2 separate regions of the Mus musculus genome follow, and region 1 is linked to region 2. A link is a contact called in public Hi-C data. All regions are on one chromosome and are shown on one strand. The core of a region is the stretch at or near the end of the contact, and the rest is flanking DNA. Distances in the headings are between cores, read along the strand shown.

What was found. A called contact is a pair of places that touch in the nucleus more often than the background predicts.
Region 1: a Hi-C map of cerebellum shows a contact between it and region 2, with 1.6 times the contacts expected there. The contact joins two enhancer-like sites. A contact is called at or near these places in 2 of 484 Hi-C or Micro-C datasets (brain and cerebellum) and 1 of 9 other capture datasets (embryonic stem cells).

What each region holds. Positions count from the first base shown.
Region 1 is chr4:47,978,459-47,981,158 of GRCm38.p6, forward strand. No RefSeq gene overlaps it. Among named protein-coding and RNA genes, the nearest start is that of Gm52735, 14 kb to the left of the region's middle. Within about 2 kb of position 1,308, at least 10 of the 459 cell types and tissues checked have an H3K27ac peak or open chromatin away from gene starts, as enhancers often do. A contact at or near this core is called in cerebellum, where this site is marked.
Region 2 is chr4:47,591,163-47,593,862 of GRCm38.p6, forward strand. No RefSeq gene overlaps it. Among named protein-coding and RNA genes, the nearest start is that of Gm32487, 10 kb to the right of the region's middle. Within about 2 kb of position 1,354, at least 9 of the 459 cell types and tissues checked have an H3K27ac peak or open chromatin away from gene starts, as enhancers often do. A contact at or near this core is called in cerebellum, where this site is marked.

The DNA.
Region 1 (2,700 bases), core at 58-2,557, 390 kb after region 2:
TTGAAAATATACCTCATATGGCCTACTTCCTCTAAAGAGGACACCCCCTGAAAAAAAAACATCCTATTCTGAATCCATATAGGTATGAACAAGTTGATTAGATCAGGGATCCCAGCCACAGGCCATGATCCAATCATTTCTCCAAAGTCCAATGTCAGAACATTGCTTTGAAGACCAAGATTTTCAACCTGTGAGCCTTTTGAAAAGATATTTTATATTCAAGCCAGAGCGCATGATAGAGAGCAGTCTAGATCCAAAACACAAGGCCAGATGTGATTGGCTCCAGTGCCCATGGTTAGTCCCTGTGGTACTGATGGCCAGGCAGGGGGCCACATACAACAACCATGCTGAAGTACCAAATGCGTTTCCAAAAATGATTTTTAAAAAGCACGCTTTTTCTTACAAGAAAACCCAGACAACCACTGCAAGAGCTGATAAACTGCCCTGATCATTGAGTTCATGAGAAGGAACAGCCTTGAGCCTGCGGCAGCACAACCCTCAAGCTGCAGCGACATTGCTTATTAGTCTGGTGACAGACACTGGAGCCAACATAGATCTTCTGCCTTTCCATTGTGAATTCTCTCCTGGTTTGATGATATTGTTTGGAATTCTTGGTACAGACTTACCAATGGGGGGAGGGGTGGGGGGCAAGCAAATGTTTATGCTAAAAATATGAAGTGAATTATAAGGGGGTCTACACAGACATGGAGAGAGTCAACTTAACTTGAGCATACAGTTTTTAAAAAAGTATCCACTCTTGACTTGTTTTTCAAATGCAACATAATGGAGGCATACAAATAAGGATGTCTGTGGGCAATTATTAGAATTTTAGGTGGATCATAGAGCTTAGTAAGCTGAAACAGGAGTCCATGCACAGAGATGCCCAACTCCTCATGGCAGAAGTTACACTCCTTAGCCAGGAAGACCTCTGAAATACAGACTACCCCTTCTGTAGTCTGTAGCTGAAACGTAAGAAATGAGGGAGGGCAGGAAAGCCACTGTTCTCTGTGCAATTATAAATCAGGAAAGGCAGCACCAGTGGATAAACACGTATATGCATTCTCTCTCTCTCTCTCTCTCTCTCTCTCTCTCTCTCTCTCTCTCACACACACACACACACACACACACACACACACACACACACACACACACAGACATACACACACACACACAAAGACATGGGTATCATCAGCATTGAGTCTACACTCTGGAGAAGGTTTCAGCACTGACTCAAGTGAGAAGGGCTCTCCTGAGGCCTCCCTGGAGCCCAGCCAGAAACTCTGAGTCACTCCTTTCCACCTCCTGGGCGAGCAGCCAGGACAATCTCCGACCCCACCTCACGCTGAAGCCCGTGGACATCACGGATGACATGCCCATCTGCTGTCCCAGCAGGACGAGAAATAACCAGTGAGCACAATGTGCTTTGGAAACACAGAGTGTCAAAGACTTTCTTCTTCTTCTTCTTTTTTTTTTCCTCTGAATCTCATTCTCTTTAGTTTCAGGGAGCAAAAATGGAAAAGCAAGCAAGCAAAAATATAGACACAACAGGGCAGTTGCACACACGAACTTACAGTGGTTATGACGGCATGCACAAGACCCATACAAGTTCAAGCCAGACAAAATCCCAGTATGACTGGGGGAGTTGGCCTCCAAGTCCCACCCCTAACTCAGGGACTACTGGCAATCCATAACTGCCTAGAGACGAAGAACAGATTTTCTTTAAGGGTATGGCCTCTGGGAGGTAAAGCTCCCTCCGACGAGTGACCACATACCCAAGAACACACCGGCTGCACAAATTGGACTTGATAGGTTCTAGAAACGAAAGAGAGAGAGGATTCAAAGTTGGGGATGGTAGAGAAAGTCGGTGTGGATCTGGGAGGAGCTGCAGGAAAGATATGAAGATGATCAGTATACACTGTGTGGAAATCCCAAAGAACTAATGTAAATAAAAATTAGTCCAAATCTGGAGGCTTCTGTAGTCAGAAGTGAAATACCATCATACAGCTTATTGCTGCAGCTGCCTGTTCTGTGGCTACCTGCTGCACATGGAAATGCCATAGCCGGGGCTTCAGCCGTTTCGTTTGGCCCCCAATGATCACTTCTGAAAGGTGGGAGAGGAAACACCTAGCTTCACAGAGACTTGAAGTGCCAGGGTAGGGGGGATACCCAGGGGTCCCCACCAGATCAGAGGAGAAGGGGAGAGGAAGGGGGAAAGGTTGTGGAAGAGGGCTAGTGGGAGGGGGCAGTGAGTGGGATGTAAAGTGAGTAAGTAAAAGATAAAATTTAATTTAATTCTTTTTAAAACGTTATTATTTGATGCTGGCTATATACAAATGAGAATATCACTCCAGAGCTATCTCGGAGGGGATTCAACCTTCCTCAAACTTTTCTGAGAAATGAATCCTCAGAAATTCAAAGCTTCATCTGTAAGATGACACAGAAATTTAAGGAACTAAGTCTGAGATCTGAGAATATACTAAGCATTGTTATAAACACTTTAAATGCTCTCATTTCATTATCAGAAATGACCGATTCCTCTGAACCTGTGATTTCCATAGCAAAGCCATAGGCTTGCTTTCTTCCTTTCTTTCTTCCTTCCTTCCTTCCTTTCTTTCTCTTTTTTTCTTTTTCTTTCTTTCTTTTTCAGAGTGACTTATTTTTATGTGCATAGATGCTTTCCTGCTTATATGTCTGTGTGCA
Region 2 (2,700 bases), core at 104-2,603:
CCACTGTTCAGTCTCCCCAGCCATCTTGCCTTCTTTGGTGATACAGCTGACTTCACATTCCTCCTCTACATTGTCTTCAGTTCCCCAAGGATCTTCTGTCATTGAAGGCCAGGAGTGTCCCTTCACCACATGGCCACAGAAAGACCAGTGATCACCCAATGGCTCCCACTGTTTAAAGTCTCCTCTGCACTGGGAAGAGAAGCTTGTATGCTGGGGAAGCCCAGATTGGCAGCAGAGACAGACACAAACCCAGGACATACCCTCGATGAGGCTAGAGCAGAGCTGCTTTGTGGAGGATGTAGGACAGCTACAAGGGAAGAGGAAATGTCACAGCTGGACCCAACAGGAAGGGTATTTGTCTGACATAAATGAGAGGAGAGAATTTTAGGCAGGAAGCAGAATCCTTTCTTCCTAGCAAAGAGTCATGGAGTGCATAAAGCATGTGGGTGGTTTGGGTCTGGACAAAACCCAGGGAAAGGTGAAGCTGAGGGGAAATCAGGCCCAACTTGTGGAAGAGAAGCCTGGTGCCTGCTGAGGCCTTGGCCTTCAATTTGAGATGCTGGGCAGGCTCTGAAGGGTCCCACTTTTGGAAATGATAGCCGTGGTTTGGTCATCTGGGTTGATTATCTGGGGCCTAGTTCAGGCACTCTTCAGGAATGCTTTCTCACAGACCAGACTTGACTACACTACCATCCATATTGGGGCCAGCCAATCCTGGACACTTTACAACTGCATCCCTGTCCTCTCCACTAGAGTCAGTGGTATTTTCACAGCTCTGATCACCCAAGATGTTCCTATACATCAACAAATGTCCCCGCATAATAAACAATTCCTAGGTGAGAGCCATTGTGTGGTAATTGGATTTGTTGTTATTGTTGTTGTTGAATTGTGTTTGAGGAGTGTCCTTATACACAAATGCAAAAGATGGCGTCTTTTGTATTTGCCTTTTTCCTGTTCTCCAAGGCCCCAGTGTCTGACTTCCAGCCTCCCCTTGAGCTACACTGGACATGCCCTTGACTGCCTACCTAGCCTCACTCAGCCCTAGGGCTCAAGATCTCTGCTCCTGAGGCTTCTGGCTGTGGTTGTCTGTAGTGAACCCATAGCAAACAGCTCTGTCTATTTCTACTTCAGGCCAGTAAAGGACCTAATTCCCTCTGGGGCACACTACATGGTGTCCAGAGACTACTGGAAGGGCTCCCACCTTGAGATCAGCTTCAACAGAGCCGTCCAAGCAGGTTGGCACTCAGGCCTTCAGTCCAACTGTTTGCCAAGCCATTGCTTGGAGGGACAAGTCAGCTCAGGAGGTCTGCCAGGGAAAGAGTACCAGGTCAGGGACAGAGGGCAAGTGGTGGCAGCTGGAACCCATGTGACTGCTGGAGGCTATGTATGTGTGTGTGTCACAGGGCAGAACTGGCTACTGATTCCTGCCTTGGCTCGATGTGAAAAGCTGTCACACGACTTGACTTTCTCTGTGGGAGTTTTGTGTTGGGGGTCTGGAGAGGCGGGTGGGAGAGCAGGGTGAAGTGATTTTTTAGGATCCGTGCTGGACGTATAAAACACACTTTGAATCACAAGTTGATGCTCACAGGACATTGCTGGCTTTGCCAGCGCAGAAATCAGGCTTTGGGCACGCAGACAAATCTGCGCCTGAGTCTGTTATGATTAGACTGGGATGTCTAAGGCAGGGTCCACTAGTAGCCGAGTAGGGAGCTAGGGACCACTGTCTACCTCTCCCAACATCAATGTACAATAAATATAAGCGTCTTCACTTGCTTATCCCACAGTAGCCCTGTTCCAAGAGAGAAAAACAAGGGCCAGAGTCTCTCTCCTTGTTCCATTTTCTCCCATCCGTAGGGCTTTCAGGGTTTCATTTTCTTTTTTAGTTTTAAATTCCCAACGCCAGGTTCCCTTTGACTTCTTTATATCTTCAAGTTCACATGCCAGCTATTCCTTCTTGCTGATGGGCTGTGGGAGAGGATTCTGAAATGACCCCACCTCTTTTGACCCTAGGTCCAGGTTGGCAAGCTCGGGGGATCCTGAGCAGTCCCAGGTTAGCATGGCTGGAGCCTGAGTCAGGTGTATTCTCAGGCTGTGAGGAGGGGCTTGGCATGCCCCTCAGCAAGGACAGGAAAGCCCTGAGGGCTCCCCCAGAGGCTCCACTTACCTCAGCCCCCACAGAGCCAAGAGCTTTATTTAGCCTCTCCGAAATCCCACAGACAGGGACAGTACTCCTGAGCTAGTGTCCTTGCTGTGGAAGAGGACAAAAGCTTGTGAGCGGGCTTTGCCCCGGGAAGACAGCCACCTGCCTCGTGCTTGCCCACTGTTTCATCTCAAGGGCTCGCACTTTTTAAAATGTTTAAAAATAACATTTAGCATATCTAATCTCGTTATGTAAGCAGGATGTATTCAGTGTAGAATAATTGGGAAACCCGAAAAAGGATAAAGCAGTCAGTTTAATCTTTACCACTATCCCACACATCAGAAATATATAAGCCCTGATAAAATGTTAGCATAGCATTTCTCACCTGTTATTGAGTCATGGGTGTGTATATAGCTCTATAGAGCATAAGCAAAATATATTTCATCTAAAACTACAATAGGACTGCCATTTAAGAGGCATGGATCAAAGAATACAACTCGTAATATTGTCCAATGCAGTGCATTTCACATGAGAATCACTTCTGTGATGGGCAATGAAAG